Linked DNA regions of Mus musculus: regions 1, 2 and 3 are each linked to region 4. The links are chromatin contacts, called in public promoter capture Hi-C maps. All regions are on one chromosome and are shown on one strand. The core of a region is the stretch at or near the end of the contact, and the rest is flanking DNA. Distances in the headings are between cores, read along the strand shown.

The links. Promoter capture Hi-C pulls out the DNA fragments that hold promoters and counts their contacts. Capture Hi-C pulls out chosen DNA fragments and counts their contacts.
Region 1: a promoter capture Hi-C map of the HPC-7 cell line shows a contact between it and region 4. The contact joins the promoter of Aim2 here to the promoter of Olfr420 in region 4. A contact is called at or near these places in 7 of 39 promoter capture datasets (the C10 cell line, the HPC-7 cell line, cranial neural crest and 3 more).
Region 2: a promoter capture Hi-C map of liver shows a contact between it and region 4, with 5 times the contacts expected there. The contact joins the promoter of Ifi206 here to the promoter of Olfr420 in region 4. A contact is called at or near these places in 11 of 39 promoter capture datasets (the HPC-7 cell line, embryonic stem cells, frontonasal cranial neural crest and 7 more) and 3 of 9 other capture datasets (adipose tissue, liver and macrophages).
Region 3: a contact with region 4 is called in a promoter capture Hi-C map of hematopoietic stem and progenitor cells. The contact joins the enhancer-like site here to the promoter of Olfr420 in region 4. A contact is called at or near these places in 16 of 39 promoter capture datasets (the 3T3-L1 cell line, the C10 cell line, the HPC-7 cell line and 9 more), 4 of 484 Hi-C or Micro-C datasets (the G1E-ER4 cell line, the HPC-7 cell line and bone marrow-derived macrophages), 1 of 115 datasets of contacts at active chromatin or transcription factors (large pre-B cells) and 3 of 9 other capture datasets (adipose tissue, liver and pancreatic islet).

Annotation. Positions count from the first base shown.
Region 1 is chr1:173,416,098-173,423,142 of GRCm38.p6, forward strand. Aim2 (absent in melanoma 2) reads left to right here and starts at 4,507. Exons shown (of 9, transcript NM_001013779.2): 1 at 4,507-4,589.
Region 2 is chr1:173,487,584-173,494,146 of GRCm38.p6, forward strand. Ifi206 (interferon activated gene 206) reads right to left here and starts at 3,735. Exons shown (of 8, transcript NM_001372437.1): 1 at 3,404-3,735; 2 at 1,338-1,389.
Region 3 is chr1:173,447,746-173,453,959 of GRCm38.p6, forward strand. It overlaps Aim2 (absent in melanoma 2), which reads left to right. Exons shown (of 9, transcript NM_001013779.2): 3 at 5,083-5,203. Among named protein-coding and RNA genes, the nearest start is that of Aim2, 30 kb to the left of the region's middle. Within about 2 kb of position 4,141, at least 44 of the 459 cell types and tissues checked have an H3K27ac peak or open chromatin away from gene starts, as enhancers often do. A contact at or near this core is called in bone marrow-derived macrophages and hematopoietic stem and progenitor cells, where this site is marked.
Region 4 is chr1:174,155,732-174,162,175 of GRCm38.p6, forward strand. Olfr420 (olfactory receptor 420) reads left to right here and starts at 2,991. Exons shown (of 1, transcript NM_146305.2): 1 at 2,991-4,036. The coding sequence starts at 3,044. The coding sequence ends at 4,009.

The sequences.
Region 1 (7,045 bases), core at 3,257-5,756, 740 kb before region 4:
AATTAATACACATACAATCTGTCTATGATACGCACACGCACACCCACCACCATCATATAAAATATAACTCCCTATTTTACCACCTACTCAGTGCCCAAGATGTGCTGACCTGCTTCTATTCTTCCCCTTGAGAAGGCTAGGCTGACTCCATGACAGGCTTCAAATATGCATTTCAGAAGAGGCCTCAGTCTGTTTCCAAGAACTGGGCAAGTCCAGCCCTCAGAAGCTGCCCCACCACCTGGCCAAAGGAAAGGACAGTGGGTCAGCGGCAGTTTCCAGACTTTCTCAGCAACAGTTTCCAGACCCCACACCCTGGTAATGGAATGTTCCTAGAGCTAGAGCAAGATAAAGGTCACCTACCCCCCAGAACCCATTAATGTGCTTTAAATCAGGCCCGTGAGCTCACTTGATTGTCTCTGTATCTTGATAATGGGAGATGCCAGCATGCTGGACTCCTCAGAATAAAACACTTTTTGCATTTACATACTATTTCAGTCCAGGCTATCATTCTTCAGCAACTCACATACCTTTACACCCTGACCCTGATGTCTGTTTCCATTAACTACAGGCTGTATAAGCCAGGACCATTTCCCAGGCACGCATTCATTGTTTCCATTCTTTTGTGAAACAACTCTCTCTAAGGTCACAAAAAGCAACTTGTTAGCTAAGTCTAATTTTCCATTTGTTTTGTTCATCTCTCTCTCTGTAACTTTTAAAAGACATATCCAGGATTCCCCTGTCATGTGGAGAAGAAGAATGGTCTCCATAGGCTCATATATATGAATGCTTAGTCATCATGAAGTGGTATTACTTGAGAAGGATTAGGAGGCCTTGTGGAGGACGTGTGTCTCTGGAGGATGAGATTTGAGGTTTCAAAAGTCCAAGTGAGGCTGAAAGAAAGATGAAAATTTCAAGACCTGTAAGTCATATAAAATACTCAGGAATTGCTGGTTGTTTGTGAGCCTAGAGGCTGCCTGGGGCTGAGAAAAAAGAAAAACAAACCTGGGTATGCCCCATAGTTAAAACATTCCTGGGAACAGCTTAACCTTAAAGATAAAGAGGAATGTGAGGACATAACAGGGCTATCTAAACTGAGTCAACAACTCACAGAACTCTGACACCCTGCACGTACATGTAATTTTTCTGCTGATGTTTGAATAAGGCAGTAGTGTGTCGCTATGCAATTCCACACCCCTAAGCCCCTTACCCCGTAAAAACCCCTAGCTTTCGAGCCTCGTGGCCAACATCCATTATCTCCTGTGTGGGATGCATGTCGGTCCGGAGCTCCGTAATTAAACGACCTCATGTAATTACATCAAGATGGTCCTTCATGATTTTTTTGGGTGCACGCCGAATCGGGAATTGAGTGGGGGTTTCCCCGCTAGGTTCTATCAAGGCCCAGAGGCTCTCTCTATCCATTGTTGCATATATGGATATAGAACTCTCAGGTACTTTTTCAGCACCATGTCTACCAGCACTATGCCATGCTCCCTGCCATGGCAATAATAAATTTCTGAAATATAGACAAGTCCCAATTAAATGCTTCCTTTATAAGAGTTGTCATGGTGATGGTGTCTCTTGATAGTAATAGAGCACTGGCTAAGACAATTCAACCCCAGCTTTTTAGTTTTTTTTTTTTCTTCTTCTTCTTCCTAGTAGCATACAAAGACATAATTTAAGTCCCATTACTGTTTTTGACCATGGGCTGAGAGGTGCAGGTCTTTTAATGAAGAATTGATCGCCTTATTAGCTATATTGGACTTTTACTGCAGGTCTTGAGGCTGCAGTGGTTCTATTAATATAGGCTCTTGCCCTTGGCAGCCTCAGTTTCCCTCCTCCATATTCAACCTTTCATGTGATATGATTTTCTCTTTCCTCTCTTGTCTGCCATCCTTATCAATTCAGTTCCTCACACTGTTTTTTTGTTTGTTTGTTTGTTTGTTTTTGTTTTTCGAGACAGGGTTTCTCTGTGTAGCCCTGGCTATCCTGGAATTCACTTTGAAGACCAGGCTGGCCTCGAATTCAGAAATCTGCCTGACTCTGCCTCCCGAGTGCTGGGATTAAAGGTGTGCGCTTCCTCACACTGGCACCCTACTTGGGATATTTTCTTAGCTTCGAGTTGAATTCCTTCCATTCCCTTAGATAACTCCATTCATTACACATTTCAATAGATGCTCAGTAGACGTTTGAAATCACACAAAACAAAGACTTGTACTTTGTCCTATTCCTGTAGCCAATGAGGTTAAGTATAATTTACACTTAGTGTAGTAAGAATTTGCCAACAACAACTAATACTAAAGTACGATAACAAAAGCGATGCAAACGGCAGTGATGAATGCATTTTCGGTTTTGTTCAGTAAGTCAACATAAAGACAAAGCAATAGTGAAGGGACAAATCTTCATCAAGTGAGAGTGGGGACAGGCTGGGGAAGGCCCTTTGGGGACACTCCTTTGAAGTTTCCAATAGAGAGAGAGAGAGTCCTGGGCAGAGAAGAGTGAGGGTGAGAATTCCAACGAGAAGAACCAATACCTACAGTTAGAAAAAAACAGCATTAAACGGGATGCTTACGATACTCAGCAAAAACCAAACCAGGAAGTTAAGGCAGTTAAGTTTCTCTCCATGGCTGACCTTCACACTGTAGACCTGTATACATCACAGTTAAAACATGTTGGAAATGATTGACCTAGTTTTTAAGAAGGTCATATTTTTATTCTTGAGCTGTTTTGTCCTCCTTGTAACAGAGATGGAAAACCAGACATCCCCAGACAAGAAGCCCTGGAGGACACTGTAAGACAAATATTCTCTGAAGTAGCAGGAGGATAGAACCAGCCTCTCCCTGAGCAAACAATGCATACCAATTTACAAGTGTAAAGTGCACTACAGTCACTAGGGCAAGGTTGGGTAATGGAAGCTGTGTGAGGGCAGCCTGTCAATCAAGAGATCTGATTATGCAGAGCCCACCCTTTTTTGTGTGTTGATGTTGAAATCAAAGAAAACCAACCACCAGTAAGTGAGTGGGTGGTGTGCATTGGGCTGGGCTTGTCCCTTAGGCTATGAACTCCCTGGTAAAGCAGGAAATAACTTTTGTGGAGTTCCCTATATCTAAAATACCTCTGGTTGAGACCTCACAGCTGGAGGAGAAACTCTGCTGAGGCTTGTAAAAAGGAAACTGAAAACTAGCATTTGCTTGGGCAGAGCCTTAATATATAATTATTTTGCCCCAGCATCAGGGTTTAGGACTCAGCTATAGGGCCAGGACTAGCCAAGCTTCAAAGTGAAAGAAGATAGTTGAGAGTACTTTCTGCTTTCTGTCTCCCAAGACCTGATTTTCATGATTTTCATGTCCTACTACTCATAGTGAAAATCTTTGTGAGGCGGATGGTTTGAACTCTCAGGACATACACCAGTCCCTGAGTTGAGAACTAAGGCTGCTTTGGAGAGAAGAAAATCCCCTGAGGTAAGTAAGATATGTCAGAAGTTTTCTAGAGAAAGCTTTAGGACCATTTTGCTAATCAGTAAATTAAGAGGAAAGAGAGTCCTGGGTTTCTGAGGTTAGAAAGAGGGATTAGTATTGACTGTATTCTAGAAAAGAATAAGGCTGCAGGAAGCCTGGTTCTAAACCTTCAGTTGACTGAGGAACAGAAGTTATCTTTTATTGCACCACAACTGAGACCTTTACAAAAGAAAGTGCATTTGGCCGTGGCAGGAATTAGAATATATTGTTCAGAGGGTTGACCCAGACTGAGCCTAAAAGGAACTCTGATTTTCTGGGTGTGTTGGTCTGTAGGTGTTTTATTGACATGAATTTATATTTAGAAGAGGGCTTTTGATTTCTAGCTGAAGGGGGAAGAAACATAGGGGCCAGGGAGCTATTTCTCGATAAAAGGTGAGAATAATGGCATGACAGAAAGCCTGTGATGTAACGTTAGCTTGAAAGCATCAGAGCTCAAAATTCTAAGTAACCTTAATCTAAGAAGAAAATATCTAATAAAAAAAATGTGGGGAAAAAAAAACCCAGCATGGTAGTAACACAAAAGAACAATTAAAAAAAAATCAGACACGGAATCAAATAGAAAAAAAAAAAAAAAAAAAAGAAAGAAATGCCAAGCAGATAATGTTACTCCATAATCCCAAATGTTCAAGTGACATGGCATCTTTTAAAAATTATATGTGCTTTTAATCTCTATTTCCTTTACTTTATTAGGTAATAGCAAGTTTATTTCAGTCTAGTTCCAATTGGATCCTGCTTTCCCATTTCCATAGTTAAATCCCTGGAATTTGGGGGAAGGATCATTCCTATGGTATCTGTTGAGGTTTGAATATATGCCGGCTGGTGGCTCCGGAAGGTCTTGGGACTTTCACAAGGAGGAACTTACTGGAGAAACCTTATTGGAGGAAGTGGGTCACTGAGGGCGGCCTGTGAGAGGTGATAGGCGGTCTCACTTGTAACTCTGTTTCTTTGTCTGAGCAAGAATCACAACCTGCCTGCTTCCTGTCCTGCCTGCTTCCTGTCCTGTCTGCCGCCATGCTTCCTTAACTAGCTGCTAGGTTTTTTCCTTGTCGTGATGAAATCCACCCTCATGGACCTGTAAGTAAAATTAAAACCTACTTCTCCCCTATGTTGCTAATGTTCATGACATTTTATCAAAACAGAAAAGAAACTAATACAGCAAAATGCTGGGTCCTGTTTACATATCCAATTCTGTCTTTTGCGGGGAACTGAAAAGAGATATTAAGGAAAAGTGATTGCTAAGAGATATTTAAGGAAAAGTGATTGCTACTTCCTGTTATTTTTGTTGTTAGAGGTGGAATTATATCTGTGTGGCTATATTCTTTTAGTTTTTTTGAAAGATTACTTTCTTGCTTTTTTCTAGGGTGTAGTTTCCCTCTTGTGTTGGTGTTTTCCATCTATTATACTTTGTAGGGCCGGATTTATGAGAAAATATTGTGTAAATTTGGTTATGTCATGGAATATTTTGGTTTCTTCATCTATGGTAATTGAGATTTTTGCTGGGTATAGTAGCCTGGGCTGCCATGTGTATTCTCTTAGGGTCTATATGAAATCTACCCAGGATCTTCTGGCTTTCATAGTCTCTGTGGAGAAGTCTGGTGTAATTCTGATAGGTCTGACTTTATGTTACTTGACCTTTTTCCCTTACCACTTTTAATATTCTTTTTTTGTTTGGTGCATTTGGTGTTTTGATTATTATGACAGGAGGAATTTCTTTTCCGGTCCAGTTTGGAGTTCTGTAGACTTCTTGTATGTTCATGAGCATCTTTTTGTTTAGGTTAGGGGAGTTTTCTTCTATATTTTTGTTGAAAATCTTTACTGGCCCTTTAAGTTGGGAATCTTCGCTCTCTTCTATACCTATTATCCTTAGGTTTGATCTTCTCATTGTGTCCTGGATTTTCTGGATGTTTTGGGTTAAGAGCTTTTTGCATTTTCTTTGACTGTTTTGTCAATATTTTCTATGGTATCTTCTGCATCTGAGATTCTGTCTTCTATCTCTTGTATTCTGTTGGTGATGCTTGCATCTATGACTCTTGATCTCTTTTGTAGGTTTTCTAACTCCAGGGTTGTCTCCCTTTGTGATTTCTTTATTGTCTCTATTTCCATTTTTAGATCTTGGATGATTTTGTTCATTTCCTTTACCTGTTTGATTGTTTTTTCCTGTAATTCTTTAAGAGATTTTTGTGTTGCCTCTTTAAGTGCTTATAGCTGTTTACTGTGTTCTCCTGTATTAAATATTCATTAATGATATTTTTAGGGTATGAAAGGATATCAATATAAAAGTTGAACACATTTTTACAGACTATTTGATTCTCAAAATGCTCAATATTATTAATATGTTTGATGTATAAAATACATTTAAATATTAAAAATTGAAGAAAAAAAAGAAACTAATACAGTAACTACTCTTTGGAACTCAGTGATAACCTTTGTGCCCTTACCGAAAGTGTGGTAAGTATTTCTAAGTATCAGAACATAGTTGTTAATTATGTTGTTCAACTTTTCTACTTTTTTGCTTTTTGTTTTATTTTATTCTTGGCTATTTAAAGCGTTAGTTACTGAAGGAAATGTTTTGTAATTTCTGACCATCATGGTACATTTGCCATTTGTTAGTGGAGAACTGTCAAATTTTGTTTACAACTGTTGACTTTATTCAATGAGGTGCTTACTGTTTAGAATTGTTGGTTATATTACCTTGATGACTTTAACATTTAATTGTTGTATAGCAACTCTGTCCTTAATGGCACTATTTGTCTTATAGTCTTCTCTGACTAATATTGATAGAGCTGCTCTAACTAGAGTTTTTGTGCTTAGTGCCTGATACATATGTTCACGTATTTTTTGCTTTGCAGCTACTCAGCACTTCAATTTCCCCCACTGTGTCTTTTTTAAACACCACAGGCACCACAGTGGGTTTTATTCCAGTTTAGCATTCTTTTTAAACCCATGAGTCTAATTCATGTGCGTTCTGTCAGTTGAAATGTTTGAATCTTGTGTAACCATCTTATATCGCTTCATATGATATTTCCATGTTTGTTTTCTTCTTTTTAAAAATACACTTAAGATTATTCTTTACACAGAATGATGCATATTATGTTAGTCATGTTTTTAAAAGTCCCATTTATACATCTTGTGGGGAAACGCCATTTATCATTATCCCAGAATAATGCTTTCTGATGTACTTTTTGGTGAAACTGAATAACATCACATTTACTGCTTCAATAAGGTAAACTAGCATACAGCCAGTCACTGCAAAGTGAATAATCCATTGTGATTTAGTACATAGATAAGGCTGTATACCTTCCCTTAGATCTAGCTCCAAGATATAAGAATTACTCTTTCTATTTATCTCTGTAATTGTTTAAATGTTACCTCCTCAAATAGACATAGTCTGACGACCAACTTGAGTTACACTACACAGCCCCAGCCTGTACACTACACAGCTATACATACTTGTATTTGTTGTGGGGATAGTGAAGAAATCTTGCCTGATTCATGACTCATTTCCTCTAAGACTTACAAGATGCCTTACT
Region 2 (6,563 bases), core at 2,485-4,984, 670 kb before region 4:
GCTTATAATCAGGCTCCCAGCCTCCATTAAATAGACCTTGACAACTCTTTGCTTGGTCTCCCTCCCTTTTCTCGCCCTTTTCTTTTTCAGGATTGGTCCCCCTGGACCCCACGAATAGCTAGGTCCTGCAGGTCGGGATACCACCTGGTTTGCCCTCAGAGAGTTCCTCCTGACATCCTCCCTCCCCAATGTTCCCTCATCCTGGTGCATCAAGTCTTTGTAGGATCAGGCACATCCTCTCCCAGTGAGGCCAGAAGTGCCAGCCCTCTGCTACATATGTGACAGGGGCCTGGGGACAGCCTGCTTATGCTCTTTGGTTGGTGGCTCAGCCCCTGGGAGCTCTCAGGAGTTCAGGTTAGTTGAAGTGTCTTTATTTGTTACTAGAACCTGCCTCTAGATATCCCCCTGTTACTTCCTGACTTGCCCATACTCAAATGGCTTATCTATAAATGGTCTGTGTGTTCTCTCAGTTTATAGGAATGGGTGTTGACTACAACAGGATGAACCTGGCCCAGGCATTGACTCTAGTCCACTTGGTTCTTTGTTAAGCAGCTTCCATTAGCATCCTGTCTCACCAGGTGTTAGACCTTGCTTTCTGTGTCCTTGGTATTGTCATTTTGCTAAGTACTTTCTAGTGCCAGGTGGCAGCATTCACTGGAGGGTATTATTTCTATAGCTACTTGCTTTTTCTCCTTTTAGACTTGACTTTTTAAAATGGGTTTTCCTTGCTCATAGTGCAGTTTTCTCTGAATAGGCTGTGTTTAAATGCTGCTAAAATAAGCTAATAGCTGACAAGTTTTTTAAATAAAATTTTATTAATCCTTAAAATACTTCGGAAGTCCTTGGATAATCTGCTTCTTTTACATACGGTTCTTTTATATTTGTGATATGACACACTTCAGAATGCACAGCACCCATTCCCTTGGCATGCTCTGTGAAGTAGATGGTGTCCTTTTCATCACCATTCTTCCATTGCTTTCTCTGTCTGCCATCTATGATGACCTTTAAGAATCAACTGAGACTTTACCTTCTGGAAATTCCTAAAATTCTCCCACTAGACCAACGTTCCTTTTCTACACATGATTAGGAGTTTCTAAACATCCTTAATAACTCTCAAGGATGGAATAAATTTGATAGTTGCTTAAAGTTTAAGTCATTTTAGTTATGGGGTATTTTATCCATCTGTCTGTGTCTGTCTCTCTGTCTCTGTCTCTGTCTATCTCTCTCTGAATCTGTGTGTGTGAGTGTGTGTATGTGTGTGAGTGTGTGTGTGCATGTGTGTGTGTTTGTGTGTGTAATATTCTAATCAGAGTGCTAAATGTTCTCAGATTACTAACCTTTTACAACAGCATTGTCTGGCAGACACGGTTCAGAAGACGAAAGGCAAGTCTACAAAGAGAAATAGAACATTGATGGTGATACTAAAGAAGATCAGATCATATGAAAGACCATACTCTCTAGAGCAATCAGATTTCAGCAAAATAGTGGGATGATTTTATATTACAATGGCCTAAGATACTACAAACTGGAGGAGTTTCAAAATTTTGAAGGTTGTATTTATTTTATGATTTTTGACAATAAGCTTATGCCAAAATATAGACTGATGTGAAATGACAGGAGACCTTGACATTTTTGATATAATCTGCTTACATGTAAATGTTCATTCTTTTCTGCTAAAATAATATTTTTTTAAATGTTGCAATAATGATCCCAATCTCAACAATATTCAGTAGTATAGTGTTTCAGGTATTTACATTAAAACCCATCTTCAGTTAGCAAATCCTAGATATCAAAGTATAGTCATCCCCAATGGTGCAAAGAGGTACCCTTAACTTACCCTACATAAAACAAACACTGAGAATGAGTGTCTGAATGTAGACCAATTCACACTCAGAGAAGAAAGCCTCAACAGTACTCTCTGGCATCAGTGCCTCGGCAGGTTCAGATGAGCTAACGCACCAGGAAGAGCTCTGGGAAGTGTGGTAAGAAAATAGTGTGTGCAGTTGAGAGCTCCTCAGAGTAAAACCTAAGCAAGGTGAAAACTGGGTGAGTCTCTGCCTCAGGAGTGAAACTCTCCTCAGAGAGAGGAGAGACAGTAAGGACATCAACAGGACCACTGAAGGAGGAAACAACATAAGCTCAGTAATGTTGTCATCACTTGTTAGCCACTTGAGTCATAAAGAGAAGGCAAGAAAAGAAATGCAGATGTCCCATAAAAGAAGTAGTCATAGTAAAATCCAGAAAAATGTGTCCTCAACCTACCCTACAGGAACTAACATATAATTGGTTAATTAACATCCTTTGTCAAATTTTCTTTAATATGTGCAGCTAAATGTTTCCATTAAGGCATGCATTCATGGAAATTATAAAATAAATCCTTTTTATAGAAACTAATAAGAACAGATTTTTTTATATTAGCATTGTCTTAATTAGAACCAAAAATATAAAATTCTTCTCAGAAAACCAAAAGAATGACAATAGTTTACCTCCTAGAAATAGAAAAGTGTTTTAATAATAGAATTGTCCAGTAATAACTTAAAAAACCAAAATTTAATGCATGATTTAGGAGTATTTATCTTAATTTCTAAATGAACAGGGTCATAACTTTTGTAAAATTTTAGAAAGTCTGGGCAGCATAATTAATACACCTAATAAGTGATAGATCAACCATAGTGCACAGAGGGACTGCAGAAGAGTCTAAAAGTATGAAGTATACATCTAGTTCCGATGAACCTCCAACTCTTTTCTAAGTCTTACCACCAGAAAACAAAATCAAAGAAAACTAAAAAGACAAAAACCCAAAGCAATTAACTTTCAGGATGATACAGACTAACAATGTCTACAATATTACTTTATTCACTTGATGCACAAGTGAATGAAGACCATTTAATGTGCTTCTTAAGTCAATAAAACCACAGGTTTGCAATCATAATGAATCTGGGATATCTTTGACTACATATGCCCATTGGTGCCCAGGTTGTGTATGGTTGCAATAATAGATAATGCAGCCTGAGGGCTAGATGCATTTTTTCAGTATTATTGCTTCATGGCAATTTTTCCTGTCACAAACTTGTCTGTTGCCCAGCCACTCACTACAACCACCAGGTTCTAAGCATTCTCCAGCCAAGAAAACTAAAGCACTCTTCTTATTCACTTATCCAGACTTACCTAAAAAACGTGTATTTTATAATCTGAAATATGCCCCTTTTTGGGTCAGTCTTACTGGTGGAGGAATCAGGATGCCTAGCATCATTATGAGCCAAGGACCTGAATCCAGATAGTGCAGATTCACTGCTCAGTGTAGCAGCCACCAGCTTGGCTTCCTTCTCTCTCAACCTAAAGATCGACAAGGATTTCACCTGTAGTCGTGTGCATTCACAGAGAAAGCAGGGGGAGGACTCACCTCTTCAGAAAATTCTTCAGTGGTATCCAGTTTTGCAGGGCAGGAAGCAGTGAGTGAGTGAGCAAGTGAGTGAGTGAGTGAGAGAGAGAGAGAGAGAGAGAGAGAGAGAGAGAGAGAGAGAGAGTGTGTGTGTGTGTGTGTGTGAGTCTGTGTGTGAGTGTGTGTATGAAGAGTAAACAGTAAATCTCTCAGAAAGAGAACCAGAGGATTTTGTAATCTCCTGAAATTCTGAGACAATGAAGTGTTTTCAGAGAGAGATGGAAAGCTGACACTGGGTAGAGTCACTGCTCAGCTGCTCAGACTGAGGGGAACTGGGTTTCTCATCCTGTGCTACTTTGTGGGGAGTGGACAAGGTTCATAGCTTTCGATTTCCTCAGAGACAGAAACTCAAGAGTTTCCTTCCTGTAAACAATTACCAAAAAAGTCAAAGAGAGCTAGTTACACTCAGGATGTTTCTTGCAAATCTTCATAGGTACAAGATTTAGATTTATAATCCTCATGTCCTACAGGCTTGCAAAAGGATCCCTAGGAACCTTCATTCCTTTGAATGAAGGTGAAAACTTAGACCAAAAAAAGCCAAGTCACCCAGTCTCTTCTTTCTTTTCTGCTCAGACTCAGTGTCAGGAGATCTTTGCTGTGTCAGTTGCCAGCTGCATGTGAATGAGTTTCAAGGAAAATCTGAGATGAAACAACTCCTGGTTTAAGTCATTCCTGTAGCATCTATGCATCCATTAGTAGCTCCCAAGACCTAGACTTGCCACAGCATAATGTTACAAACACACAACTCCAAGCTGCAACCTCAAATAGCTAGAAAGGCATTTGGCATTATCCACCTCCCTCTTGATTATAGAACTAAGCTGTCCTCCTTCAATGGTGAAGTTAATGCTTCCTCAGTGTCTCTACATTATTCACTGGTAAGCACAGGGAAACCTGGGGCCTGGGAGTCAGTGGGAAACCTCGAGCTTTGATTGAGATTATGGACTGAAATAATGCTTGTCCTGCTGCACTTTTCTGGCATGGAGAATTCAAGGATTAAGGATTGATGTAATCCTGAAACATGGAACAAATGGTATCAAGTAGCAGATAATGGTATGAGAGCCTGCCAGCTGGTCTGCAAAAGAGGATAATGCCATAGCTAGGTAACCAGTCACCTGGATGAAAATGATGGGAGTTAAAATGCTTTCCAACTGCTAGTCTTGGGCAACTTTTGGATGTCTCTGCCTTTGATAGCAGAACAGTTGGGGGAAATCACCATCCCTGACCTCAAGCTTTCCTACAGAGCAATAGTGATTCAACTTGCATGGTATTGGTACAGAGACAGACATGTTGATCAATGGAATAGAAATGAAGACCCAGAAATAAAACCACACACTTCCCATCACTTGATCTTGACAAGCCAAAACTATACAATGGAAAAAAGAAAGCATTTCAAAAAAGGGTGTTAGTCTAACTGGCTGTCTGTATGTTGAAGAATGAAAATAGACCCATATTTATCACCTTGCACAAAGCTCAAGTCTAATTAGATCAAGGACCTCAAAATAAAATCAGATACACTGAATCTAATGGAAGAGATAATGGGAAAGAGCCTTGAACTCATTGGCACAGGGGGAAATTTCCTAAACAGAACTCTAATGGTTCATGCTCTAAGATCAAGGATTGATAAATGGGACATCATGAAACTGGCAAGGTTGTAAAGCAAAGAACATAGTTGATAAGACAGATCAGCAACCTAAAGATTTTGAAATAATCTTCACTAACCCCACATCAAATAGAGGGCTAATATCCAAAAATACATAAAGAACTCAAGAATCTAATCACCAAGCACCCAAATAACCCAATCAAAAAATGGGGTATTGAACTAAACCTAGATTTCAATTCTGAGGAATCTCGAATGACTGAGAAGCACCTAAAGAAATGTCTAAAGTCCTTAGTGGTCAGAGAAATGCAAATCAAAATGGCCCTGAGATTCCACTTTACACCAATCAGAATGGCTACGATCAAAATCACAGGTGACAACACATATTGGAGAGGATGTGTAGAAAGAGGAACAGTCCTTCATTGCTGGTGGGATTGCAAACTGGTACAACAACTCTAAAAATCAATCTGGAGGTTCCTTAGAAAATTGGAAATAGATCTACCTGAAGACCCAGCTATACCACTCTTGGGAATAAACCCAAAAGATGCCCCACCATGCCACAGGGGCAAGTGTTCTCTATGTTCATAGCAGCCTTATTTGATAGCCCGAAGCTGGAAACAACCCAGATGTCCCATGACAGAAGAATGGATACAGAAATTGTAGTTCATTTACACAATGGAATGCTACTCAGCTATTAAGAATGAGGACATCCTGAGTTTTCCAGGCAAAAAGATGGAACTAGAAATTATCATCCCGAGTGAGCTAACTCTTACCCAAAAGGACATGTATGACCTGTACTCACTAATAAGCAGATCTTACCAAAAAAAAAAAAGTATAAAAGGTCAACAAGTTGAAGTGCCAAGTGAGGATGCCTTAGTTCCACTTGGGAGAGAGAAGAAATCAATCACAAGTGGGGAGGGAGCGACCTGGGAGGGAATGTAGATGGGGAGGGAGGGAGTGGGTGAGAGAGGAGAACCTGATCTGATATTGGGTGAGTGAAAAGGTTTGAAGCCCTGAAGCCAGCAGAAAGAATGGAAACAGGCAACCTCAGGAGATAGGAGGTTGGGGGAACCCTCCAGAATATACTAGAAACCTGAGAGGTGAGAGACTCTCAGTATTCAAAGGGAGAGACCTTAGATGAAATGCCAGATGGATAGTAGGGAGAGGGAACTTATAGAGTCCACCTCCAGCAGGAAGAAGGATATCAAATGAGGGAGCAGGGTGTTGTCTCACAGTCATACTTCTGGCCCATAATTGTTCCTGTCTGAAAGAATTACAGGGATAGAAATGAAGAAGAACCTGAGAAAAAGAAGGTCCAGTGACAGGCCCAAAGTGGAATCCAGCTAAAGGGGAGGTCTCAAGGCCTGACACTATTACTGAGGCTTAGAGTGCTCACAAAAAGGGACCTAGCATGAGTTCACTCAGGAAGACCCAACAAGCAGCTGAAACAGTCAGACGCAGATATTTGCACCCAACCAATACACAGTAGTAGCTGACCCCTGTTGTTGAATTAGGGAAGGCTGA
Region 3 (6,214 bases), core at 2,891-5,390, 710 kb before region 4:
AGATGGTGAAAGATGGGGACTGGTTGCCAGTTAGTGGTAGATTATCATGATTAGACAGAGATTGATGAGTGCTTAAGGTCGGTGAAACCTCTTTGTACTGGTGGCTGCCCATCTTTACACATTTTCTCATACATAGAGACATATTTGATTCCAGGACTAAAGCCTGATACAAGCTGAAGACTTTGAACAATGAACTTGTGTCAGTTGATGTCTCTTAATCTTAACAAAGGTTCCACTTGGGGATGCTGGCAATAGTGGAAACTGTATTTGAGGTGGACAGGGACACGTGGGTTGTCTGTACCTTTAGCTCTGTGTTGCTGTGGACCTGAAGCTGCTTTGTAAAGTCAAGTCTGTTTAAAAAAAAAAAATCTAAAACCCGAGACAAAATCAATGTGCCTTTATTATCCCCTGGTTCATCCAAATAGACCATATTTTATTTGTTAGGAAGGACTGGAGTTCATCTCTAGGGCATTGCACTGCTAGGCTGGAGCTCTTCTGTTGAGCTTTATCTCTGACCCTAGACAGTATTTCTCTGTTTCTCCTGCTTTTTTCTGCTCACTTTTGTGTGAATCTGTATTAGATAGCTATTTTTCATTCTAGTACACAGTCTATATTTCTTATTTTTCTTCTCTCCATCTCATTGTCTTCCACTTTACACTCATACAAAGTGTTCTTCAGTGGCTTTCTTTAGCACCCCATTAACTTTAAAAGGATTTCTTCGATGGCCTTCACAAACTGTTTTGAAAAGAATACTTTTGTTAATCCGTTCATTATCACATTTTTCAGATTGCTTCATTGTTGTAACTTCTGTCTAAATGTCTTGTTGACTATTTTTCTTTTACCTTTTGCCTTGTCTCTTTCTTTGAAGCACCATTTCTGTTTCCCATTGCTGTAATAAAGTTCCCCCAATGAAATCGATTTAGGGAACAAAGGGTTAATTTGGACTCAGCATTTGAAGTTGCAGTCCATCACATTAGGAGAGTCAGGAGAGTCACAGTGTCCAGAGATTCAGGCAGCTGTTCCCACTGTGTCCACATTCAGGATCCCAGACCAGGGACTGGAGTCTGATCGTCCTACCTTAGTTAACATAATCAAAATAATCTCCCCGAGATGTCCATATCCCTGTGGTTCTAGATCTCATGAAGTTAAGAATTGAGTTTGACCATCAGAGTACTCTCTGGTCTTAAATACATACAGTTCCCATGGTGGTTGACTACACGTGTGAGGAAATGTAATGCACAGAAGGGTATGGAATGTGCTGGATAAAGATGACTCATTGAGGCTACATTTGTGGATGTACAGGGATGAGTCTTGAAGTGAGAGTTCAAAGGGATCACTTTCCTGCCTGACTGTGTGATTGCAAAGCATGGATAGAGGTTCTTCATCTGCCCTCGTGGATTCTGACATTTGTTTCTGTTAGAACTGTTCTCAAACTTGTCACTGTATATTCTTAATTGAGTCTCCACTTTCATGGCTTCAGGTAGCTACTCAACACATAGAACCTTCTCACATTTGATCTGTCACAGTAAGCATGCGTATCATCATTGTTGATGCCTTGTATTAGAAACGAGATCTTCACATCAACAGCTCTGAATTTGGGCTTAAGAGTCTTGAGGTAAGATGGAGGATTTTATATGCATTTTGTTTGAGACCAGCAAATCTTTCAGTTCAGTTTGGTTTTGGTTTGGTTGGGTTGGGTTTTTGGACATATATGCTATATGCTCTCATATAGCATAGACATTAGGGTCAAACTTGTTGTGTAGATCAGCATGGCCTGAAGTATTTCTTCTTATCTTTGCCCTCTAAGCATAGTGAGAAGGTCCTAATGGTCAAAAATCAAGCGCTACCTTATGTCTGTTTGCTATACAAGTATCAGCAACTCATCTGTTATCATTCCTTACAGACTCTTCTTGGTCATTTCTTTCTTTGTGTCACTTTAACTTTGAGATGAATTAACAGGAAGCATCTATAAGAATTTATCTTCTGTGGCTATGAAACGAAGACTGTCTCAGCTAATGGAGCTGGGATCCTACCAGCTATGAACATGGGAGTCTTTGTGGTGCCTTGGGGCAAAGGTCTTGTGCTTACCAGCAGTACTGGAAAACAGCTTCATGTGCCAGATGGAGGCAGCACACACTTGTTGGGGAACAAGGGATGAGAAGCAAAGTAAGAGTGTTGGGTGATTTTATGGTTGTCCCACCGGAGAGAAGACTGAGGGCACCAGCCATGTAGTTCATCCTCTGAGGCTTTGAGCATGAGCACATGCTATCAGCTCTCAAAGCAGACATTTTCTTTACTGTCACTCCAGCTCTGTCCCCTGGAGTCTCTTGGTTGGACTCATTTCTCTTGAGCTTCAGTCACTCTTAAAGATTTCCTGCCAGCCTTTTTAGGAGACTGACATTTTCTGCAGCTCCTCATGCAAGGTCCCCGAGGTACCTCTCGGGCAGTAGCCCAGTATCTTAGTGACTTAATCCCTCATCCAGCTCTGGGAGCCTCCCATCTGACATATCTGCCCCTGAGCCCTCTGTTTTAGCCCAGACAGTCAGCCAGCTTGCAAGCTACCAAGCCTGCATGTCAATTTTTCCTCATCTTTTTCGTCTTCGGTCTTTTCAAAACAGTTTTTGAAAAATACTCCTCCACCTTCTTTTCCCAGTTCCTAACACAAGCCCTCACCTCCCATCCCAAACTAAGTTTCTATTCCTTGTACACTATCACTACCCTGAATCCTGTCTATCACTTTTCTATTAATAGCTTTGACTCAGTGATTAGTCTCACATGGTTCTGTTACAAGTCCCTGATTCAGTAGCATGGCATTATAACAGTAGCCATTTAATGGAGATGTTCACCTTTTCCCCATTTTACACTTGAGGATATGGACACTTTATAAGGTTGTAATTTACCAGATGTCACACAGCCAATAAATGGCAGAGCCAGGAGTTGAGTCTGTGTCTGTCTAGCTGTCTAGCTGTCAGCCGTAGGCAGCAAGTGAACACGGTTGGAGATCCTTGAAGAATTGAGAAATCTTGGCATGAGGAAGGTGGGCGTCTGTCCCTAACAGCAGATGTCAGATGCAGGAAATGGAGAGTGGCTTTCCTTTGTTTCAGAAGGTGTACTCCAGAGGAGTCATCCTCAGGCTCACTCCCAGGAGCAATTTTCCTTTTGTTCTTCTATACCACAGCTCGCCCCCTTCTAGAACATTCTCATCAGCATGAAGCAAGACTGATTCCTCTCATGTTAGAAAAGAGATCAAGTGAGCAATTATAAGTCACTTTCTCCATTTCCTATCCCACCTCCTACCCTGTCTTTTATCACATTTCTCTGGCCCTTTTACAGCAAGACTTGTGTTGAACTTCCATCCCACTTCCTTGTCGCTCTTCTTGCTACCCGTAACCCCACATGGCTAACCCCATGACACATCTGTAGCCTTCACCTTAGGTAGCTTTATAGCAAAACAAACAAGAGACACAGTTGATTCTTAAAAAAAAAAAAAACTTTAAGAGTGATCTTTTCTTAGCTTCTGAAACATGTGTTCTCCTTTGCTACAATCCCTCAACACCCACTTCCCATGGATGCTAGGTCTGCTATTGGCAGTGGCCAGTGAGTTAGCTTTGAATTCTTGTTTCTCTTTCTGAATTTCATGGTGAGTGCACCCAGGTCTATGCCATCCCAGTAGACAAACAGGCCCAAATATGACATCCCAGTAGGGTATAAGTCCCTGCTTGGTGGTAAGTCATGTCAAATGATCTTGATAATTTGTGCTTGATGATCTGTCTGATAACACTAACCTGAAGAGAGCTGATACCCAAATCTAGGGTCCACCAAGGGCGACACTAACCTGTGTCACACCTGGGACTCACAGGCAGAGAAAATATGTGGTCAGAGTAGGGTGTGTGTCCCTTTCTCACTGCCAGGCTGGTAACGATCTAAGCAAGCTTGAGACAGTCCCACTGGCATGTAGGCAATTGCTTAGTTCTAGTGTATGTCGGGAGGGAGGTTTCATCTATGAGATGTGGCCTGGGTCTAAAAGGCGTTACTTTCTGTTTCTTGCTACTTCCCACTGCAGTGAGCAGAATTCTGGGCTAGATTTGGGCCATGTTGCCTGTGGGTGGAGACCTTTCTGCTCATCCTTCTGTCTGACCCAGATCCAAGGAGAAGAGATAGAGGAAGTGAGCATGCAGACTGACTTACACAATTCCAGTTGCTCAGTCTAGCCTGGGGGAAGGGGTTATAGAATTCTTCCAAGCAGTGATACTTCGCTATGATAGCCTCGTACTGAGTTTAAAGACTAAGGCCTGGGATGAATTCCTTCTCTCTGTCTCTCTCTGCCCCCCACCCCCCTTTGTGAATGTGGAGGAGTGTCAACATGGACAAATCTCTCCCTCCCATTTCTTCATTGTGTCTTGTCTTACTATCAAATGCAACCAAGACAGGATGGTCTCTCACATGGCTTCTTTAGGTGTTAGGAGGGTGGGTTGGGCTCTGTACAACTAATCAAAATTTGTGTGCCTGTGGGAAGATGGTTGCTAGGGGTTCTTATTTCCTGCCATATTGTTCTGTGACCTTTCAACTGGGCTTCTTAGTCAAACTAAAAGCACCCAGAATCCAGCCCAGAAGACACCTAGAACTGTATTTTTACTTAGAAAAAGTCAATGAATGTTTGTTGAATGCTTGTATTGCAGATGCTATTTTAGGAGCCAGGACTGCAGACATGAACAACAGAGTCCTTGCCCACAAGCCACTTTTATTCCAGCACAGAATGTGAACCAAAAAACTACTGGATTGCTAAGTAGACAAGTAGAGAGGAAAACGAAACAGTTTGTGGTAACAGAGAGGAACAGGGCCAGTTTTAGTTTTATAATACATATGCAGGGAAGTTTGAGTAGAAATCTACAGAGAGGGTGGGTTTAATTTATTCCAACACACAGTGAAGAGAGATAAATGGTTTTGACAAGGGGAAAAGATGGCAATTATTATATCATTATTAATACTTTAAGAGAGTTACGGAATGTGTGTCTTCGAATAACAGCCAATAACGTTAGAATTTTGTTGTTGTTTTGTTTTGTTTTGTTTTTTAATTTAAAGGTATTGTTGCCCATTCTGTGAATAATACAAAGGCAGTGGGAACAAGACAGTACAGAGGACTTGATTCAGGAGACTTGAGGTCTGGCCGCATAGTCATCCTTTAGAAGCTGGGTGGCGTCAGGTAAGTCATTGTGCCTCAAATCCCAAATTGAACCAACAATTACTGCAGAGCTGGTGTTTTCCAGGTATGCCGTAAAGGGCACTTTCACATAGTGTAACAGCCCTCCCTGTTTAGAAAGAGGCCAGCCTATCATATATGTCTTTCTTAACCCTTTCCATCTCTCAGGCTCCCTGTGCGAGCACTTGGCATATGCATTCTGCGAGGCATAGCACTGTACTCTCAGATTGCAGCTGCACCTCTTGCTGGCCCTGAGGATTGGAGTGCATTTCCTTCGCTGATAATCCACCCTCTACCCAGCACCTCACTGTGGCTGTATTTCCTGGTCCTTTCAGTTGAACCCAGAACCTCCCACATAGGAGTCAAGGGCTCTACTGCTGAGATTCATTTTCGTCTCAACCAATAGTTTACAACTTTTTTTTGAAGACTTATTCTATAGTAAAATGAAAAATTGTATGTAAATAAGATAAACAACCTTTGGAGGAATCAATGTCTTAATTTTTCATATAAAGTGTGATTAACTGTGATTATGTTTTTATCGAAGATGGGTGTAGAAAGATTAAAATTTCACACAGACCAGCAGAAAGCATGCTGAGGTGATTAGCATCCTCCACATACTAAGTCAGAGGAGATTTCCTACTTCCCGTTTGTCGAAGGGACTGGTGCCCTGGTGCAGACTCCTCGCTGTGGCTATTCTGGGTGTATTGTATGTCTTAAGTTGGAAAGGGTGCTTATGGTAGTTTTGGGCTTTGAATATGAGCACCACCCACGTAAGCAGAGATACTCTGATCTCTTCCTTACCTGCCCAGTTTTTACCGAGAGTGGCAAGGTCTCATTAACTGTAGTCTATAGAGCTCATTGAAATAGTCTGCAGTGGTGGGAAATGTGAGGGTCTTTGACCTGTTGTTTTCTTCTCATGAATCCCCCTGTTCTGGTCTTATTTCTTCTACCTTGTTCACTGCAAAGTAACAGACTACTAGCAGTGTTAATGATATTGTTACACAACGTCATCAC
Region 4 (6,444 bases), core at 1,741-4,240:
ACTGACTTTATGAAAGAAATTGAGCTTAGATAGAGGACTCAGGTGAAAGCATCGTGAAGGAAGTTGGTTCTCTCATGGCAGTTAGAGACTTCACAAACATCAGTGTAGCAAAGGTAGAGTCTTCATTCATGTTTATTCTGATTTTGGACTCCAACAGCAGCAAGGTCAGTGGATTAACTATTTGGAGGGGAGATGGAAGACACTTAGGGAAAAATCAAAACAAAACAGCAATACACACACACTAAAGCAGAGGGTGGTACCGCTGGGTCTCTAGGTACTGTGAATAGCCTTTGAGATGGCTTTTGAAAGATTTGAAAGAATATTCTGGGCTGAGCCAGTACAACATAAAAAGGTTCGAATTAGCAGGTTTCTCTATACAAAGGGCTGCTTTAACTTTTATACAGACAGGAACTGGTTTGGATTTATGACATGTTTCAGAAATGTTACCCTAGGTTTAGAAAGTTGATGTCACTGACAACTGTACTAGACTCATCACAAGAGAAATTTGTACAAGGATAGATTCAGTAGGTAAAGATGAAAATTGCTGCTTTTGGTCAGGTTCTCCCCATGCTTTCTGTGGCATAACAGCATGAATTTAGAGATTACAGAAAGGTCTGGGTCTACTTGGAAGCTGCATTCTTGAGCAAGTGTCAAATCCACATTTTAGAACCATGCTCTGAAGGCCAGAGTTAGAAGACATGCTAGTTACTGTTGAGGACATCAATATTTATATTTAAAAATACAGTTATGTGCATTTTTTTAAAAATCAGGAAAAATAGGAAAACATTCTAAATAATTAACATGTATGTATAGGCAGATAGATATGTGTGTGTGTGTGTGTGTGTGTGAGAGAGAGAGAGAGAGAGAGAGATGGAGAAAGAAAGAGGGAGAAGGAGAGGGAGAGAGAGAGAGGGAGAGAGGTGGAGAGAGAGGAAGAGAGGGAGAGAGAGGGGGAGAGAGAGATGGTGGATAAATAGGATAGATGATAGATACAGATAAGCACAGATATGATAAGAACTCAGATTCTCCTACCATATACATACATATATCATAAGCAATAGAGTAAGCAGAGATGCAAAGGCGAAACCCTTGAACTTGGTTAGGAAACAAACAGATGTTGAAAGGAAATAAGAAACAGATATTTCTGGAAAGAGAGTCTCCTCTTACAGATGTTTAGAAGGTAGAACCAGAAGGTTGCACTTAAGGCTTTTCTTCTCTGAGGCCCGTCTGCTTGGGTAATAAATGCCCATCTTTCCTGGAATCTTCCTCAACTTTTACACACACACACACACACACACACACACACACACACACACACACACACACACACACACGTCCAAGTATTTTCTCACAGACACACCAGTCTATGCAGAGTAGCATCAACCCTAATGGCCTTATTTTAACTCAAGTCCATTTGAGATGCTGTGTGTGAAATGCAGCTACACTCTGAGGTCCTGAGGTTTAGATACTTGGTGTGATTTTTTTCAGGGGGATGGTCTTGGGACACAATCGGTGGTGCTTAAACACTGGGTAACTATAAAACTCCTCGGGCTGAGAGGAGAGTCAATGTGGGACCAAGATAGAGAGTCAGACCAGAGATTAATTGTTGTTAATATAAAAGAACAAAGGCCAAAGGGAACTGGGTACTGGGAATCTTGAAGAAATGAAACATTGAATTAAAATGACTCTTCTGAATGGAAAGGGATAGAGATGAGAAAATAAAAGGAGAGCAGAATTTTGAGTTATTTATATACTTGGGGGATAAAAAAAATTAAAATACCTGGCCTATGGAGATGAGTGGAAACTAATATAAGAAGCCGAAAATAGGTAATTTATTTAAAGTGATTGGGAAAATAGAGAGAATGATTATCCATGGCACTAGAAAAATCTTTATGTGAAGAAATAGTCTTAAGTAGAAATGCAGTGTCCTCCAAATGAACATATTTGATACTGACAGAAAAATAAACCATAGAGGTGAAATAAATTATTGTGAGAAGAGAGTCAGTTACTAGGACAATGCTTTGTACTAGGGTGTGTTCTAACAAAGTCAATCTACAGCTCTCCCTTCCCACTGAGCTGCCCCACAAAATTATCAAGGCAGCCCTATACTGACAGCTTAGCATATTCAATTCTCACAAACTGTCATTTTTATCAAAGACTTCCAACTTAAAGCACCCTCAAGTCTCTCTTACATAAGACGAAAATGAGATAAGAGTAAAAAGAGTGGTACGTCCTTTAAATAACGAACAACACAAAGACACCAGTGTAGTTCATCTTATGAACCATATTAAGCATAATACATATAAAGAGGTGAGATAATTAGAAGAAAGGGAAGAAAGATGGGTAGAAATCCCCAGTGATGGCTTATTATTGTCCCTTAGATACCTGTTTGTTTTCTAACAAGAGACAAAAAGATTAAGATGGGTGGGGAAGAAGGAAGGAACTGAGAGAATTAAGGAGAGGAAAAACCATAATCAGAATATACTATATGAAAATAATCTACTTTTGATGAAAGGGAAAAAAACATTCCAGATCACGTGTTAAGAGTCAGATGCACTGATCTGAAAGCAAGAATTCTATTTGGGAATCCATAAGATTTGAATTCAGAATGAGCATCATTTTTTTTTAATTCCCATTTCTTCAGGTTTTCCTCCAGATGTCTAAGCATGATGGTTTTAAAATATGATTTTCTGATCATCAGGATTTCTGATCATTTGCCTGCAAATTTTCAGGTTCTACCTCGGACCTCCTGAATAAAACTTTTAGTAACAGCACCAAGAGTCAGCTTTGACAACCCATTAATTCTGATTTGTGCTAGTATTTGAAAATGTCTAAACACAAGTTGTATAACTTATTTGATTGTACACCATTGTGGAGTACATATGATGTCATTATTTATTTCTCTTCCTCTACATCCACAGTGCAAGTGTCTTCTCAAAGCCTGGCTTTTGGTCAGTGTGTTTTACCACAGAACTATAGTGGACACTTCCTGAAAAGCTTGAGTGCTCTGGGAGTTGTTGACACTTTCATTTCTCACTTGGAGATGGGGTTCTCCAATTGGACCACTGCTCAGGAGTTCATTTTTTCTGCTTTCCCTTGCTCCTGGGGAGATTCTGTCATCTGCTTCATCCCACTGCTCTTCATCTATGCTTTCATTATCGTTGGGAACCTGGTTATCATCACAGTGGTCCAGCTCAACGCACACCTCCACACACCCATGTACTTCTTCATCAGTGCCCTTTCCTTCCTGGAGATATGGTACACCACTGCCACCATCCCAAAGATGCTCTCTAGCCTGCTTAGTGAACGAAGGAGTATTACGTTGAATGGTTGCGTCCTGCAGATGTATTTCTTCCATTCCACAGGCATCAGTGAGGTTTGTCTCTTGACAGCTATGGCCTTTGATCGATACCTGGCTATCTGCAGCCCTCTTCATTATCCTACCATCATGACTTCCAGACTGTGTGCCCAGCTGACCCTCGGTTGCTGTGTCTGTGGCTTTCTCACACCCCTCCCTGAGATTGCCTGGATCTCCACACTTCCTTTTTGTGGCTCTAATCACCTTGAGCATATCTTCTGTGACTTCCTCCCGGTGCTGCGCCTGGCCTGCACAGATACCCACACCATCGTCATGATTCAGGTGGTAGATATTGTCCATGCTGTGGAGATAATTACGGCAGTGATGCTCATTTTCATGTCCTATGTTGGTATTGTGGCTGTGATTCTGCGCATCCGTTCAGCTGAAGGCCGCCGTAAAGCATTTTCCACGTGCGTCTCGCACCTTACTGTCTTTTTGCTCTTCTTTGGTAGTGTGGCTCTCATGTATCTTCGCTTCTCTGCTACCTACTCCTTGTTCTGGGACACTGCCATTGCTCTGGCCTTTGCAGTTCTATTCCCCTTCTTCAATCCCATCATCTACAGCCTTAGGAACAAAGAAATAAAAGAAGCCATAAAAAAGCACATAGGTCAAGCTGGCATCTTAATTGGCAAGAGCAGAAACCTCCCTTAACATCTCTTCTTCAGAGGGACATGTTGGTTCTCTTTCATTCTCACTTCTCAGAAAAGTTTTATCAGCCTTTTACTGAACCTTGATTCCTAAATATCCCTAATACACAAAATTTATAAACAATTAACTTAGATTATTGTGTATATGTATGGAGAATGCATGTGTTCATGTGTGATAAGTTCAGAAATAAACATTAGATGTATTCTTCTCCACCTTAATTTTTGACACAAGGTCTTTCACTGAATCAGGAGCTTACCCATTAGCTGAATTGACTAGCTGCAAGCCTAAGAATTCATTTGTTTCCACATCGCAGGTGCTGGACCAGCTCTCGTTTAATGGCAAACATTTTAGCTAACTAACCCATCTCCCCAGTCCCTAAACTTAATAGCTTCTTTTTAGTCTTTATCCAATCCAACATATTTTTGAATGTCATTTCATCAGTTGAACGTTATACCACTCAAGTTATGTGCAGTAACTTAATTTTGCTGAAGTTACCCTGGGAAACACTTTACTTTTAACATAACCTAAACAGTCATTTGAATACTTGGACTGAAATTCAGTTGTTAGAGTGCTGATCTAGAATACATGAGACTAAGCGATTGACTCTCAGTTTAAATGAACAACAAACAGGGATGTCAACAAACCTGCTGTAGAGGCTCACACCTTGAATCCCAGAACATGAGAGGCAGAGGCAGGCACATCTCTGTGAGTTCAAGGCCAACCAGGTCTATTTAGAGAGTTCCAAGTTAGCCAGGGCTGCATAGAGAGATCCTGTCTCAAAAGTGAAAAAAACAAAAGTTGCTTCTTGAGAATATGCTAAGTATAAAATCTTCATAAGACAAAATTCTCTCTATTGTGCCACTATGTATAGAATTAAAGAACAACCCTAACCTATAAATTAGTTATTTGTATTTTGATCAATAACCACTGAGTTAGCTTATACAACAATTATCAGTTTTTTTTCCATTTTTTATTAGGTATTTAGCTCATTTACATTTCCAATGCTATACCAAAAGTCCCCCATACCCACCCACCCCCACTCCCCTACACACCCACTCCCCCTTTTTGGCCCTGGCGTTCCCCTGTACTGGGGCATACAAAGTTTACGTGTCCAATGGGCCTCTCTTTCCAGTGATGGCCGATTAGGCCATCTTTTGATACATATGCAGCTAGAGTCAAGAGCTCTGGGGTACTGGTTAGTTCATAATGTTGTTCCACCTATAGGGTTGCAGATCCCTTTAGCTCCTTGGGTTCTAATGAATTAAAATTTAATCTTTGTTTTTAGTGTACTCTCATATGCCATGCATATTGAGCAATGCATATAATAAATATCTATTGAACTAAATAACCAACATCATCACACTAAGTTTTGATTGTTGTAGCTAACAGGCCAACATAATGAACAGAAATGTACATACAAGCCCTTTCTTTCCTTGGCTTTAAAAATTCCATATTCTTTATGGTACAGTGTGGTGGACTTCCTTTGCTGACAAAACTTGCCATACATGTTTCATAAGGAATAATTTTGTCTGGGACATACATGTCAATGTGGGTGGGATGAAGCTCATTATTCTTTTATACCGACAAATTCTTACCTCTCTTCCTTCCACCAACGCAAACCCTGTAGTCGTCAGCCCACTATCCTTGTTTCTGTACATCAGTCTTTCACCTTAATTCTTACATTTTTATAGAAAGGCAAAAGTAAAAAGGAAGGGTTTACATTTCAACAGCTAATGCCATTTATATGCAAAGGAAAGGGATGAAAATGAGAAAAGTTTTATGCTGTGGGTCGAAGAGGTCAAACAAGACTCCACAGCATCCTCTGTTATTGGAATGAGAGTAAAACAACACAGGGATTCAGGCAATAGTCTTGGACTATATGTGTCGTCAGTTGTTTCTGAAAATGTGTGATTTCACTTATTATTACACATTCTAAGTCTGTGTGTTCGCTTGAAATTTGTGATTTCACAAAATTTTCAGGGAAACATTGGGTCTTTAATTCTCTTTAAGTTCTTAACAAACACCTTGCCATCCTTTGTTGCAGTATTGTTATTAAAGTGATACTTACGACTCACTGTTGCATAAAAAAATTATTCCATATCCTTCTCTGACCACCACATTTTTTACTTTTATATTGCAACAACAATGACTTTAGAAATTGATTTAGCTAATTCTTATCTGTATACTTTTCTCAGAAGAAAAATATAGGAAATGAAGGAGTTAAAACTTGTGGTGTGGTAACATTAATGGAGCTTTGTAAATACAACCTTCATAGGTACACAGAATTCAGGACACATGGTTTCTTTCTTGGAGATAGTGAGAGCTACTAAAACATTCTCTGTTCACTTTAAGCATACTTGTTTAACAAAAAGTTTTCACTAAATTTATTAACACAATATTCTTGTAAAAATAAAATAACTATAAATTCATGCTTGTAT